Linked DNA regions of Hordeum vulgare: region 2 is linked to region 1. A link is a contact called in public Hi-C data. All regions are on one chromosome and are shown on one strand. The core of a region is the stretch at or near the end of the contact, and the rest is flanking DNA. Distances in the headings are between cores, read along the strand shown. Region 1 holds the start of LOC123445055 (protein SEMI-ROLLED LEAF 2). Region 2 holds the start of LOC123445058.

Region 1 (7,875 bases), core at 2,439-4,938:
GTAGCATCAAGGATCTGAACATAAACTCTTCCACCAAGTAATCCAACTAGCATCAACTACAAAGAGTAATCAACACTACTAGCAACCTTACAAGTACCAATCGTAGTCGCGAGACGGAGATTGGTTACAAGTGATGAACTAGGGTTTGGAGATGAGATGGTGCTGATGAAGATGTTGATGGTGACGAGTCCCCTCCGATGAGAGGAGTGTTGGTGATGGCGATGGCGACGATTTCCCCCTCCGGGAGGGAAGTTTCCCCGGCAGGATCGTCCTGCCGGAGCTCTAGATTGGTTATGCTCAAGTTCCGCCTCGTGGCGGCGGCGAAACCACGAAAAATCTCCTCCTTGATTTTTTCCTGGACGAAAGCCTTCATATAGCAAAAGAGGGGAGCAAGTGGGCCAGTGAGCTGCCCACAAGCCCTCATGGCGCGACCTAGGGGGGTGGTCGCGCCGTGCAGGCTTGTGGGCACCCCTTGGTGCCCCTCTCGCACTTCTTCGACCCAGTATTTTTGATAAATCAGGAAAAAGTCCTCGTTTATTTTTACGGTGTTTGGAGTTGCGCAGAATAGGTATCTCAATTTTGCTCCACTTTCAGGCCAGAATTCTAGTTTCCGCCATTCTCCCTCTTCATGTAAACCTTGCACAATAAGAGAGAAAAGGCATAAGAATTGTACCGTGAAGTGAAATAACAGCCAAAGAAGCGATAAATATCAACATGAAAACATGATGCAAAATGGACATATCAAAAGTTTATATGTAATAATTTAAAATTAGAGTTAGAGTTTAAAAGATATAATTTTTTAAAGTATTTGTTAATTGGACCGCAGATTAATTAACAACATGGATCGGCCTCGTTATGAAAAAATGGATTGCACGCTATTGATTAAAATTACAGCACAAATATAATTTTAAAATTGTTAAATAGATAAAATAACATTATATTTAGATTGTCCGCATCACTGTTGATTAAAATTACATTATAAACAGAATTTTAAAAAATTAAATAGATTAATTAACATTATATTCAGATTCTACATATTTTTCTAATAAATTTTCATATATAATAATGTAAAATTGGAGTTATCATTTAAAAATATGATTTTTTAAAGTATGTTGCACTTATAATTGAACTACAGATTAATTAATTAAAAGTTGTAGGGGTGTTTTTGAAAACATATGGAAAACGATTGTTTTTTACTCAAGTATGTATTGCGGGTTTATTTTATGAAAACTGAAGGAGGTTTCTTCAAAATTTCCAAAAAACGTTTCGTTCTCTCACTTAATTACGTACTGTGGGTTGATATCGGGAACTCACAGGGGTTTCCTGTAAAAATGCAAAAAACGATTCGTTTCTCACTTAAATCCGGACTGCGGGTTGATTTTGGGAAACTCTAGGGGTTTTCTGCAAAACGACCACGACGGACGACAGAAGCACACGGTGCTTTATTATTTGGGAGAGATAAGCTTCGACAAATAGCTTCACCACCTACATTCCTGGCCCGTCTTGGCACTATTATAGTTTATGCTCCTTTTAGGTCGGTTTCATCTTCCCTCATGTCAAGGTCGTACGTTTTGGCACTCTTTTTCATGCCAAACTGAGATTTTGTACATATTTCTTGGAAACACAGGGAACTGGCGAGTTGTTTGACGTCATTAGGGCCGAATTACGCAAAAGTTAGCTTGATTAGCGCCATGCATCTTAGTGTGGAGGAAACTTAATAGTTCACAAACTAAATCCATGATTCTGGTTAGGGCCAATTGTCTTAAACTCAATGGTCCTTCAAACTGAGCTCTCAAAGCTCAACGACAAGGTTATTGGAGGTACTCACCAAATCACATTCCATTCGTGAAACTCCTATGTTTTGGGACCGACTCTTAGCGAGTTGCATATAATTTTTTCTTTTATGTCAATTTGCTCTCAACTGCGAGATCATTACCCAAAGGCTCGGCCTTTTCATCCTCCCTTATTATTCCTCTACAACCAAGCATCATGATATGTGCCCCATCACCCATGCCCGACAACGCCATTGCGTGTGTATCGTTGTCCCAACATACAAAAGCCACCACATTTGTTGCTATGCCTCCTCCCTTCACACACCTCTAACCCCAACTTTTATTCCGGTTATGGTGATTCCTACATTTCATCACATATGAGCCCGTCAAGCCTCAAACTCGGGCGGCGGACACAACCCACAATTTTAATGAGGCCCAAGTGAGTGAGGGCACAATTTTTTTTGTCTACGTGGGGCCTAACTAGTAAAATGTTAGGCTTCAATGCGGAAAAAATAAGATCCAGACTCACTCCTGTCATCGATGACACGCTCCTTGCTTGTTCCGGGTTCAGTCTCACCCACCAATGTTGTCGTGGCCGGCAACGGCGTTCCCCTCTCAACCTTGAGGCTACATGGAACCAACCGAACACATTATTTTTAGAAGAACACACTGAAATGTTCATGCGGTGAAGAATATGAAATGTGGGCTCAGTTGTTCTCCACGCAAAGACACTCCTTCCGCTTCACAATGTAGTGCGTATTAGTCAAGCATGACTATCTTTGACCAGGTTTATTGAATAAATTATCAACAACTAACGTTCTAGTAGACAAAATATAAAAGTATACTTCATGATGAATTTAAGGAAAATGATTACCTTCATCCGACCGATCATGTGCAAGCTTCTACCATCTTCATGTCCGTTGGATGGTTCTTAATCATATGGTGAGGAACCAAACCCTTAGTATCAACGTTCTGTAACTGGTCTATTATTTCAAAAATGGTTTTGTAACTAGCCCCTTGTTGCAAACTAACTAAGGACTATATCCCGCAATACAACAAGACCAATGTTACAAAAAGAATTCTTCAACATGACCTATGTTAAAAATATTCCTACAACACAATCTATGTTAAAAAAAACAACAACATAACCTCTATTACGAATGCCTCCGTAACAAGATATTTGCTGTAAAGTAGTGAAGACATTCAACTCATCGATTAGAGCATGTACAACGCTCCACGTTGGACCAATGCCCCAGCACACCACGTCAACTCAAATGCTCCACCTCATCCCAACCTGTCAGATACTAGTCTTGCATTATAAACGTTGTATTTTTTTTTCTTAAAACATGATCAAATACAGCCCTGTTTGACATTGATGTATTAGAAAATCAGTGGAACGGAGGAGGGAGTAGGAGTAGGAGTACATGGCAGTGCCCTAGCCACGTCGGGGCCACAACGTCACCGACACCGTCAACCAAAAATACAAAAATCGAACCGTCGGGGGGCGGATTCGTAACTTCCGCTGGCCAGGCAAGGGCAGCGCAGGACCCAAACGGGCAGGCGGCCTCGCGCAACGTGCCCACCTGTCAGATTCCAGAAAAGAGCAACGAGGCACCTTCTTTTCCTTTTTTGCCGAGAAGCCCCTCGAAGAATTCCCCCGTTCGCACGCACGCACGGTACTACTAGCAGAGAAACCGCAACGCGCTTGCCTCTCCCGAGCCGTGCCCGTGCCGCCGCTATGAATGTTCCGCCGCACCTCCAGCTGCCCGCATTTTACTACTACTAGTCCTCCTCCAACCCCTCCCCCTCCTCCCAGCAGCGGCGAAGACGACAAGGAGCCGACGAGGCGACCGTTGCCCCGTTGTCGCCTCCAGCTGCCCCCACCCACCCGCCCGCCCGCACGCCACGCAGCCGCCCGCCGGCCACCGGATTCGCCCCTCCCCGCCTCTCCCTCGCAGGTGGGTGGATCCGTCGCCGGTTCTCTTACGGGGTTCGCTCCTTGCCTCATTTGCGTTCGGCTGCGATCTGAGTTGTGTGGGACGCTGGTTCTGAGGAGAAAGAGTTGATCTTTGGCAGGGGCTGGATTCGGCCGGGCGTCGGCGGCTGTTCTTGGCGCCGTCGCGCCGCGGCTCGGAGTTCGCCAGAGGGGAACGCCGCGTTCTTTGCCGGATTTGACCCGGGGAATTCGCCGCCTTTTAAAAGTCCCAGCACCGGCCTGGATTAGATTTGGTCAGAGTCAACTCTGACGCGAGGGGAATTCTTGCCGTTTCTTGATCTCAACTAAAGTTTCCAATTGGCTCCGGGAACGTGAGGAAGGCGAGGGGGGCTTCTCTACTCTAGCGCTCCCCTGCTACAACCAATTCGCGTTGCTTCGGCCCAGTCTGATCGAAGTCCAAGGGAGTCCAGTTCTTGGAATCGCCGTCGTAGCAAAGAGGTCGGACGGTTGGGGAGTTGCAGTCTGTGCTGTATCACCACATTTCGGTCGAAAAGCTTCGGAGGCCTTTTGAGGGACGAGGAGAGGGATGGGGGTGATGTCGCGCCGGGTGCTGCCCGCGTGCAGCAGCCTCTGCTACTTCTGCCCCTCGCTGCGGGCAAGGTCACGACAGCCAGTCAAGCGCTACAAGAAGATCATCTCGGAGATCTACCAGCTGCCCGCGGTATGGCCAGCCTGCCTAATACAGTAGCATTCCAATTTTCTAATCATGGTACTATAGTTCTGCATTCAAATGTGTGGGAGTTTGCTAATTGAACTTGGGATGCCGCCTTAGGATGGAGAACCGAATGACAGAAGGATCGGCAAACTCTGTGATTATGTCTCGAGAAATCCAACCCGCATACCAAAGGTAACAACACATTCGGCATCCGCCCTGTTTTTCTTATTATCGTCCAATTCCTGTTACTGGAGTTGCTTGAGACTGGAGCCAGGCCAGGGGAAGAAACTGAATTCAGTAATGCAACGTAGAGATTCTTATACTGGACCAAGTAGTCACCTTCTTGTTACTTCTGTGCTCACCAGTGATTACCACTCTACAATTGTCTTTACTGCAATGAGCCAATGTCCATTGTTCTTGCAAGTTCTTGGTAAATCCGTTGTTACTTCCATAGTTCGCACCACATCGGAATGATGCTTAGCTAATTGCCTGTTCAGGATTTAATAGTTAAGATTTGAAGAAGCAAAATTATGAATGAGCAAACTTTGTAAGACCGGATTTAAGTGTACTCCTGTGTCTGCAGATCACAGAGTATCTTGAGCAGAGATGCTATAAAGAACTGAGACATGAGAATTTTACCCTGGCCAAAGTTGTTCCTTGCATATATAGGAAACTTCTGCGTTCATGCAAGGAGCATTCGTAAGTGCAAATGTTGATGTTGTTTTTTCATTGATGCATTCGTGACTAACCTTGGCTAACAGACTGATTTCTTGTTCAGACCATTGCTGGCCACAAGCACATTGTGTATTGTCCGCACTCTTCTAGATCAGAAATCAAGTGATGATTTGCAGATCCTGGGTTGTCTATTGCTTGTTGACTTTCTTGATGGCCAGGTTATTAGCGTAACACATACCAACTTAGATTTAATTTATCTTCTAGGTACTTGCAATCTGCTTATTTTTAAATTGAATGTTTATATAGGTTGACAGCACACATATGTTTAGTTTAGAAGGCATGATACCAAAACTATGCAAAATTGCTCAAGAACTAAGGGAAGATGACCAAGGGATCCGACTTCGATCTGCTGCACTCCAAGCTCTTGCTTCAATGGTAAGACAAATGACAATCTATTGCTTAATTGCTCTGATGAGAAGGGCAAGGCTGTTGTATGTTTGCCAGTCATTTGAGGGCTTATATTTTACAGTTGTGTTAAACCAGGAATAATCATGTAGAACAAATGAACTAATTACCATTTCCATCCATTATACAATTTCACGTGCTTCATAAATATGAACTTTTGTACCTCAACTATATGTTTTCAACTTTTCAAGGCTTTCAACAGATAACGAGACATTATTATATAGGCTCTATATCCATCTTTCACTTTCGGTGGAACAAATACAGTTTTTGTGCATCGTGCTGATATCTTGCCATGCTATGTTTTGTTATAGTACTGTACTTTGTAACAAAATGTGAAGATAAAAAAAAAGTTTTATGGTTATATTATCTGCATTACCTGTTCTTCCCAGTAAGTACTTTCACAGGAGTAGAAGTGATTAAGCTGGGAAAATATATTTTGTATCACAGTCTGACTGTTCAACCACTTGTAATCTTTACTTTCTCTGCATTACTGTTTCTTCCCAGCAAGTAATATCATAGGAGTAGAAGTGATTAACTGTAGAAAATATATTTTCTATTGCATTTTGACTGTTTGACCACCTGTAATCAGGTCGAATACATGGGTGACCACTCGCATATCTCAATGGAACTTGATGACGTAAGTCCTTGTTGCTTTTAATATTATGCATGCTGGATACTTTCTTTGGTATTTTTTTTCCTGTATGGATTTCTTATCTAGTAGAAATAGGATCATCGATTAGTGGAAAGAGATATAAGTATAATCAAAGTTCTGAAATAGCATGTATTCAAAGTGGACCAGAAACAACCATTCATGAAGCAATCAAAGTTCTTCAGTGAATTCTTAAATAGCATGTCTACCGTACTTAATACAGCAAAAGTACACTAATTTAATTCAAAGTGGACCAGAAACAACCATTCACGAAGCAAAATGTTAGCATAGATGTTTCAGCTCAAACAGCATCTCAATCCGGGGATCTAATTAAATTCCAATTCATTCTTGAACCCAGGTTGTCTCAGTGATAATAAGCTGTTATGAGGCTAACCAAACTCTGTCAATAAAAGAGGTAGTCAGATTTCAAGATGATGATGATTTGACAACGTTGGCAGTATCTGGGCAAAATAATGCCAAAGTGGCATCTGATACAATGTGAGATCTTCTGCTCATTACCATTTTTAGACAGCAATGCACCTTTTTTATCTCTTTAATAATTTAATGTGTTAGCAGGGCTGCATCTGAGAATCCAGCACACTGGGCAAGGGTTTGCTTGCGTAACATGGCCAATATCGCAAAGGAGGCAACAACAGTGCGGCGTATTCTTGATCCTCTGTTTCGCCTTTTCGATAGCCACAACTATTGGTCACCTGAAAATGGGGTTGCACTTTCTGTTCTACAAGAAATGCAAACACTGATGGACAAATCAGGTGCAGCAATTTTCTCCCATGTAATTTGTTTGCTTGTTTTTCCCTTCCATTGCTGCACTGCTGCTTTTCAGTTGGAAGCATTGAGAGAGATTCAATACTCTGTTAAATCTTGTTTTATACTTGCAGGGCAAAATGGCCATTTGCTGCTATCTTTTACGATAAAGCACATTGATCATAAAAGTGTTGCTAAGATGCCCACCAAGCAAATCAGCATCGTAAAAGTTGCTTCTCATCTTGCAAAGCAGGCAAAGTCGCATGCATCAGTAACAATAGCGAGTGCAATCAGCGATTTAGTGAAACACTTGAGAAAATGTATGTACCGTGCTGTTGAAGCATCAAATGCTGAAGCTGATATTGACAAGTGGAACAGTGAACTTTATGTGGCCTTGGAGGAGTGTCTGGTGCAATTGACAGAGAAGGTTATTGTAATCTTTCAGCACTTCATTGCATGCCTACTTTCCTGCTTTAGTGTATAAATCTGTAAGAACAGTTTTTCGTTGTGCTGATTAGGTTGGGGATGTTGGTCCTATTCTTGACATGGTCAGCGTAATGCTCGAGAATCTCTCGTACACTCCCAACATCGCCAGGACAACAGTGTCATCTGTTTACCGCACAGCACAAATAGCAGCTTATGTGTACAAGTCATCATACAACCAGAAAGTATGTTTTTGATATTCCCACTACTGTGGAGAAATGATTTAGAATTAGGACATCAATATTAATTGGCATTTCCTTGTACATGTCTCAGGCATTTCCAGAAGCTTTGTATCACCAGCTTCTCTTAGCAATGATGCACCCAGACAATAAGACAAGGATTGGCTCACACCGTGTTTTATCCACCATTGTCGCGCCTTCACTGTTATGCCCATGGTCAGCCATAGGTTTTCCTG
Region 2 (7,875 bases), core at 1,712-4,211, 190 kb before region 1:
CCATGTGAGAGATCATTGTTTCCATATACTGGAAACTTGAGATAAATCTTCCCACCGATTAACTTTCTGAGCTGACTCTTGCCAAGGGATGGTGCACTCGTGATTTGTGATTATCCGTGCCATCTCTTCACGAATAAGTACGATTACATGTGTCAACGACGCAGTTTATGGAGCACGATGGCTCAGCCAAAATGATAAAAGCCTACAGCAAAGAATGACAGAAAAGTAGCATCTGCATGAGATCAAAAGAGTCCGACCTGACACTACACCGCTTGACTCATGACATAGTAGACTACTTCTTTCAACAAAAAGATAAACTATCCACACAGAATATTTTTTTTCGTAAAAGAAAATTATACCTACCAATTTTATTTGCCAAAATGATAATCGTTAACAGGAAATTCCATAATAATTACTGCCAATACCTCTGGACACAATTATGCATGTGCATGCTAAGAACAAGAAAGCAACAATTCTCAAGAAAAAATTCTAGGTTAAGACATAATAGAAGTACACGTGATTTTTTGTTCGATATTTTACGGCTCCACGCCCCTTGGTAAAAATATGTAATCATGACATATGTTATACTGAAATTGGAATAAAATTTCTAGTAGTCTTAGCTACCTAAAATCATTATAAACCTAGCCTGACGCTACATGAAAGTAACAGGAAATTATTTATTTATTTATGTGTGTGTGTGTGTGTGTGTGTGTGTGTGTGTGTCAGGATTGCTGCACAACGTAAAACTAGATGAAGTTTTCTTGGATCAACTTCCAAGACCTATTTGTCTCATCCAAGGTTTCTCACCAAGAAGTGTTACAGTTACACATCATACTGCCTCATTCCTTCAAGTCCATGGTTCCTCGTAATATTGAGCATCATGTGTTAAATGTTATACTTCAAATGGATAGTGAGATGGATTAGTTGGCAACCTTTGGAGCATTTCAGCATTATCATTGTCTACAAGAAGAAGTGGGGGTATTTTTTTACTTTAAAATTTAAATGGAAGCATCATCTTTACATTCAGCAACAGACCATTGCGTATGAAGAAAGAAAGTAAATGTGATCAATCATCATTCAAACCTCCAAAGATAATAGGGTTGTGGATTGCTACCTCACAATACGCTCCAAGATCACTTCAAAGTTACAAAACTTTTCGGCTTTCAAGCAATAGGCAATACACATGCTATTCAGTTCTTTAACTTTCTATTTGTTGGCTTTCCTTTCATTGCATTGTCTTCGTGTACTCTGTCTGGATATTAAACATACTCTCCTTGTGTTGTAGTCTGGCCTTTTCTTTAAATTATTATTGGTACACCATTTATTCTCTACAGGATTGTAAACAGAAAATGGTTCCAAAGTGCAACAATAGCTAAAGCACACATTTACTGGAAGTCTACCCTCTCACTTTATGCTTCATTTCAGTACATGTAAAACAAAGAAAATCAAATTATCTGTATCAAGAAAAATAAAACAAATACCCATTTGAGGAGGTTAAATTTGAAACAGACTATGCTGAAGAAAACTCTCATGTGTGTTTTCAAACATGGTCGGAACGTGTGGGTTCTGTAAATCGCTGCTCATCGCATGTACAATGCATAAACACACTTCCCCAAAACAGATACGACAAAACACAAAAACTAGTCAAGGAGTAGTCTGCCTAGAAAGGTGAACCATTCTGCTTAGGGCATAGCACGTAGACAACCACACATGAGACACAAGGCATCAGGAAGCTGACAACATTCTCGGACTATAAGCTTTACCTAACCGCTATGATAGACTTTACAAGTCCACCAGTGCCTAGTTCTTCAAACGAAGTCCACCGATAGCCGTGGATACAAAAATAATTTTTGTAACTCTTGGTGACCTAGCAACTAGTGAGTATCAAGGTGACATTTCCTTTCGCTCCTCGAAAGCAATGAACCACAATAGGAAAGCTCTAAAAGCATGGCCCTTTTCAAGATTTCATTGAGTCTATATAGAAATGCACCTGGACCGTTAACATTATTTAACTAACAAATCAAATGGGTTGTAAACTTCTACACTACTCAGACAGTAGCAAGGAGACAAATACCATGTAGTGCAATACCGAATAATCCAGCAGTAGAGGATATACAAAAAAAAAATCAGCTTATTGGCATACTCGGCAACTAATTGCACGTCCGCTGGTGACGAGCAGGAGCTAGTTAGACTAGCAGCCGGGAAAAAGGTAACACCTTTACTAATCCACTAGCAATAACTACGCAATAAGCATACAGCAACGCCATAAACACGCCAAATATGGCAAATTTTAAGTGTTGACAGATACAGCAGCAATGAGCGTTAGCGAAAGAGCATAATTATTATTTTTCCGCCACTCTGCATGGCTGCCAGGGCATATCGTGGAGGAAGTATGCATATTACAACAGGAAATGAAGCTCCAGATCCGAAGGAGCAGCGGAAACCACCCACCTACGGAGACGCCGATGTCGGTGTCCGTGACCTGGTTCTTGCGGAGCTTCCGCTCCAAGTGCGCGGCGATCCATATGGTCCCGAGGGGGCCCTTCTTGGCCAAGATGAACTGCGAGTAGAACATCTCCGGCCGCGCTCCTCGCTAACGGAGCGCGCAGCACGAAACCCTAGCCTAGCCTGAGCTCAGCTCACCTCGGCTCCCCGACGGACAGGGAAGAGCAGACAAGCTCCGGCGTTCACGACATCCCCCCGCCCCTGCCACCGGAAATCCAGGCCCTAGGCAGCCGGCCGCGCGCTGGCGGCTCCAATCGGCCGGAACCGCGAGCTCCGGCAGGGCGGAATGCGAAATGGAAACCCTAATCTGGCGGTGGGAGCTTGGGGAGGGGAGTGGAAACCCTAGAATTGGGCGGAGCCGGGGGCCGGGGCGCGCGGGAGGGGGTGGGGATCTGGGGATTCGGCGGGCCGCGTGAGCGATTTGGGAGCTGGGCGGGGGAAAATTGGAATCTTTGGGGGGGAGTTGAACTTGACAGTGTGTGGACTCGCACTCGCAGTCGCAGGGAGAGAGGAGGGGGAAGAGGGCTCGCCGAAGCAAAAGTGCTACACGCTTCGCCGCCGCGCCCCCGAAAAGCTTACAAACTAAGTTTGGCCCCTCCCGCTGCTTGCCTCGGGGGGCGTTTATGTTCGTCGCGTGATAGCTCGGGGGGTGTGGCGTAAGAAGGGCGGGCAGGTAATAAATGTGCGGTCGCCGGGACGAGAAAAACCGCGCGAGAAATCGTGTGGCCGTGTGGCTGCCGTCGGATCGGGGGAAGAGGGGTGTCCTGTCCGTCCGACCGTGTCGGGAGAGGAACGTGTCGTATCGGGTGGGGAGGCACGCGCGTCTGGCGCCGTGGGATGGAAGCTACTTCTGCGTACCGGTTCAGGCGCCTGTTTTGGCAAAGTGGTTCGTGCCGGCCACGTAGTACTTCCTCCGGTCCGGCGCAGGGGCCCGATATGGAAACGCAAGTGATCAAGACAATGGCGTGGATCTTGCAGGAATGTCCGGGTTAGCCTTTCGGCCAGGAGGCCAGAAATAGAAACCTGGGTAGTTAACACAGAACAAGTGAATTTCCAAACCAAAAATAAAAAAAACAGAACAAGTGAGTTTTGAATACACTATTAATAAATATTGGATTAATTTTCGATTGAGAGGCAGATATACTAGAAGTGCAGGTAATTAAGGTTAGTTTTTTTTCACTCATCTTAATGACGGTTGCGATGGCGGGAAAAAAGTCTCCGTCATACGTTGTATTGATGATGTTGGAAATAAGGTTTCTCGTTTTGCTTCTTAATTGCATTGCTCGTTTTTTTGGTCTATACTCGCGTTTGCATGTCAAGCGGAGTGCCTTGGTGAACCGAGACGAGCCAGCGTTGACGCCTTACTTGACGTTACCAGTTTAAGCTAAGTGGGTCAGCGGGGGGTTAGAACATGTTTTGTATCTTTGTACTACTTTGCACTGATAGCAAGTCAAAGGGGGCATCGGAGGCATGTATAACCGTATGCTCTCGATACCTTGTAGAGTTGTAGATTTGGCCTAAACGTTAGACGTGTGACTTGTGGAAGTGCATCTAGCTAGAACCTAATTGATTTTTGACGTTGGTGATGACAGATAAATGAACTAACGAGACCACTAAAATGCATGACGGATCTTAGTATCAACTATGAAAATTGTCGAGCATAGATGAAAATCAAAAAGGTGAAAACAAAACTCAAGCGTCTTTGCACATAGGTTATTTGTAGTGTTTATTTACTTTTCTTGAGTTAAGGAATTCCACACTATTTAATAAGGGATTTAGTTGATGAAGTCCTTCGACGAAACATCTCCATGCCATATAGCCTTTCCCTTCACCAAATAGTTCAAAGACGAAAAACCATAAATCCTAGTTGTTCTCCATGTTGAAGTGTTGCTCTTAGCAACCTGATACGTCCATTTTGTATCATGAATTTTTATTGATATTTGTCTTATTATTGTTCATTATTTCATATTATTGTGTAATTCTTATGACTTTTCTCTCTAAATATGTAAGGTACGTTACGAAGAGGGGAGTATCTCGAAACTGGAATTCTCGACCGAGATACCGAGAAAAAGGCAGAAAAATCAAGTTGCCCCAAATGACCTGAAACTTCACGGAGATTTTATCTGGGATATATAACAATTATTGAGTCAAAAATACACCGCATAGGGACAGCCACATAGGCACAAGACAACAGGGTGCGCCTCCCCCCCCCCCCCCGAGGTCGCGCCCTTATGGCTTGTGGGGCCCTTGTTGATCCTCTGACGCCTTTCTTCTCCTATATGGTGTGTTTTACCCTAGAAAAAATCAAGACATAACTTTCGGGACGAAGCGCCGCCATCTCGAGGCGGAAACTTGGGCATAGGCCCTTTTGCTCTCGGGGAGAGCGATTCTGCCGGAGGAATTCCTCTTCGGGAGGGGGAAATCGAAGCCATCGTCATCACCAACACTTCCTCCTTCGTGGGAGGACTAATCTTCATCAACATCTTCACCAACAACATCTCATCTCCACCCCTAGTTCATCTCGTGTATTCAATCTTTGTCTCAAAATCTCAGATTGGTATCTCTAGGTTGCTAGTTGTAATTACATCTTGTAGGTGATGCTAGTTGGATTACTTGGTGGAAGACATAATGTTCAGATCCTTGATCATATTTATTACACCTCTGATGTTGAACATGTTGATGAGGTGTGACTAGTTACTATTGTTCCTTAGGACATGGGAGAAGTCCAGTTATAAGTAATCATATAAAGTTGGCATTCGTTCGATATTTTGATGATATGTATGTTGTTACTTTATTTAGTTGTGTCATATGAACGTCGACTACCTGACACTTCACCATGTTATGGGCCTAACGGAAGTCATTGTGGAGTAATAAGTAGATGATGGGTTGCAAGAGTGACTGTCGTGGTTTCTATCACGGCATATGTCCTCGTGAGAGAACTTAGGTGTGAGGCCATCGCAGCTATCTGGCAGCATGAGAGGGGTTGGTCGGAATCGAGAGACGCGAGTTTACCCAGGTTCGGCCCCTCCGATGGAGGTAAAAGCCTACGTCCTGCTTGTGCTTCATTGATCAAGGTGATGATCTCGATTACATGGGTGCGGAATCGCTACCTCCAATCTCGAGGGTGTCTAATATGTCTATCTCTAATGACTTGAACTTATGAATCTTGTCCCTCTCGGGGCGGCTTACCCCTCCTTATATAGGTGGAAGGGGTAGGTTTACATGTAGAGTCCTACTAGGAGTAGGAATAGGACTAGTCTCTCTTGAATCCTAATCCGGGTCTTGTTTCCTTCTTGTGGGAGTCTTTCCTCTTCTTTGGGCCTTCTCTTGTTAGCTAACCCTCCTGACCTCTCTATGAGTCGCCTTATGCCAGGGTGTATGTAGGGCCTTGGGTCTTCGGTCTTGTCATTCGTTTGACCTGCCTACCGGGTCACCAGTGAGTCGCCAAGCTCGGGCGGGTCACGAGTGAGCCGCACTTCTCGACCGGGGGAAACTTCAAGAAGGGTTACACCGCTGGGTATATCCCCGACATTAGCCCCCAGTTAGCTTGAATTTATTCATGGTAAGCTCCTGAAATAAGAATAACAAATATGTTAAGGGGCCAGCTTGCTCCATTGGTCGACTTGATTTAATGAAGTGGCTCCTTGTAAATCCGGGTTTCTTCGAGCCGTCTTCACAATCATCTTGCAGGTACGTGTCCTTTGCAATAAAATACATATGCCATTGAGTCGGCCTCTAATGCTTTGGCTTGATGAAAATATTAGACTCAAATTATCCTTGTGGTGCTGAGCCAACTTTGAATACTTCCGGCTTGAAGATGTTTAGAGCTTGTCTAGTTGCGATCGTCGAAGTTACCGGGTTATGATTGATAATCTCGGGTCATGATTGTTAGTAATGCCTGGTCAAACAACCGAACTCCAATTGGATTGATCAAATCATTGGGAATAAAGAAATCCATGTAATGTTGAGTCGGTCTGTCAATGCTTCAACTAGGTAAAAATATGTTGAGCCGGCATTGCTCACAATTGACATCTTGAAAGTGATCTTCAATTTTTTGATATATCCATATTACGTGTAGCCCCCAAGCTCCAAGTTTATCACTTCATGATGACTTGGTGGTTTGCAAAAATATATCTTTGACCGCCTAGCCCCTAAGTGTCGGGTTGTCTTGCTTGAAGCACCGCGGGACTTGTAATCATCTTATATTTATAAAGCTTAAGCTGGTGTAGCCCTCAAGGGCCGGTTCATTAGTGTGTGGGGCCGAGTCTTCAATTTGGACCTCGTGATCTGTGAAAGCAACTGAGTGTTGTAGCCCCCAAGTGTCGGGTTGTCTTGCCTGCAGCAACCTGGGACTTTGGAAATTTTGATGTGAGTAGTGTAGCCCCAAGTGTCGGGTTGATTGCTTGCGGCGACTCGGGACTTACAAGTTCTTCTCCTTTAAAAATAAAACATCATATGATGTAGCCGCCAAGGGTCGGGTCATTATGTAATAATGAGCAGGGACTTTGTAGATCTGATTATGTAACCTTGAGCGGCAATGTGTAGCCCCCAAGGACCAGGTCATTATAAAAATGATGAGTCGGTTTTGAATCCATTCTCGAATAAAGAGTGATATCTAGCCCCCCCCCCCGGGTCGGCTTATCTCCTTGAGGTAGCCGGGTCTGATGATGATGTGATGATTTGAAAGAGCAGTTTGCATTAGCCCCAAGTGTCATGGGGCATGCTTGCAACGACATGGGACTTTTATACTTTGATGTAATCTTGATTTGAATAATGTAGCCTCCAAGTGTCGGGTTGTGTGCCTGCAGCGACTCTGGACTATTCTTTCCATTGTAGAATAAAATCATATCCACTCTGTGAGATGATGATGCCTTTGTGATGAAAGAAATCCTTTACCGTGGTTGCAATGTAACCCGACAAATATATCCTTGAGAAATCCATAAGTGTTGTAGTTTACTACAGTACAAAAGTTCAAGAAAACCAAGAGCCGGTCAATTAGATGACCCGGCATTATATGTGATAGGGTGGCTCTTTGAAAATAGTCAATTCTTTCGAGCTCGCTTAAAACCCCCAATTATTTAACACTGGTTATGATAAACCATGATGAAAATCCAGCCATATTGGCTATTGCTACCGCGACAACAGACCTTCCCTGGTACGGCGCCAGGAATCCTTCTGCTACGGCTACGCCTTTAGGGAATTCCTTGGCAAATATGCAAAGGATCTTCCCGCAGCCTTGGAGCCTTGCGTTGGTGTTCCCTTGAAGAGGAAAGGGTGATGTAGCACAACGGCAATAAGTATTTCCCTCAGTTTTGAGAACCAAGGTATCGAACCAATGGAAGATCTCGTCAAGTCTCAAGTACCTGCACA

Evidence for each region. Hi-C and Micro-C count contacts between places; a contact is called where the count stands out from the background.
Region 2: a Hi-C map of leaf shows a contact between it and region 1, with 2.7 times the contacts expected there. The contact joins the promoter of LOC123445058 here to the promoter of LOC123445055 in region 1. A contact is called at or near these places in 2 of 6 Hi-C or Micro-C datasets (leaf and seedling) and 1 of 1 datasets of contacts at active chromatin or transcription factors (embryo).

The regions. Positions count from the first base shown.
Region 1 is chr3H:559,506,592-559,514,466 of MorexV3_pseudomolecules_assembly, reverse strand. It overlaps LOC123445055 (protein SEMI-ROLLED LEAF 2), which reads left to right and starts at 3,688. Exons shown (of 20, transcript XM_045121979.1): 1 at 3,688-3,762; 2 at 3,849-4,429; 3 at 4,541-4,615; 4 at 5,007-5,122; 5 at 5,202-5,316; 6 at 5,405-5,533; 7 at 6,153-6,200; 8 at 6,571-6,710; 9 at 6,789-6,985; 10 at 7,112-7,404; 11 at 7,496-7,645; 12 at 7,734-7,875. The coding sequence starts at 4,295.
Region 2 is chr3H:559,695,775-559,703,649 of MorexV3_pseudomolecules_assembly, reverse strand. LOC123445058 reads right to left here and starts at 2,961. Exons shown (of 15, transcript XM_045121983.1): 1 at 2,452-2,961. The coding sequence starts at 2,575.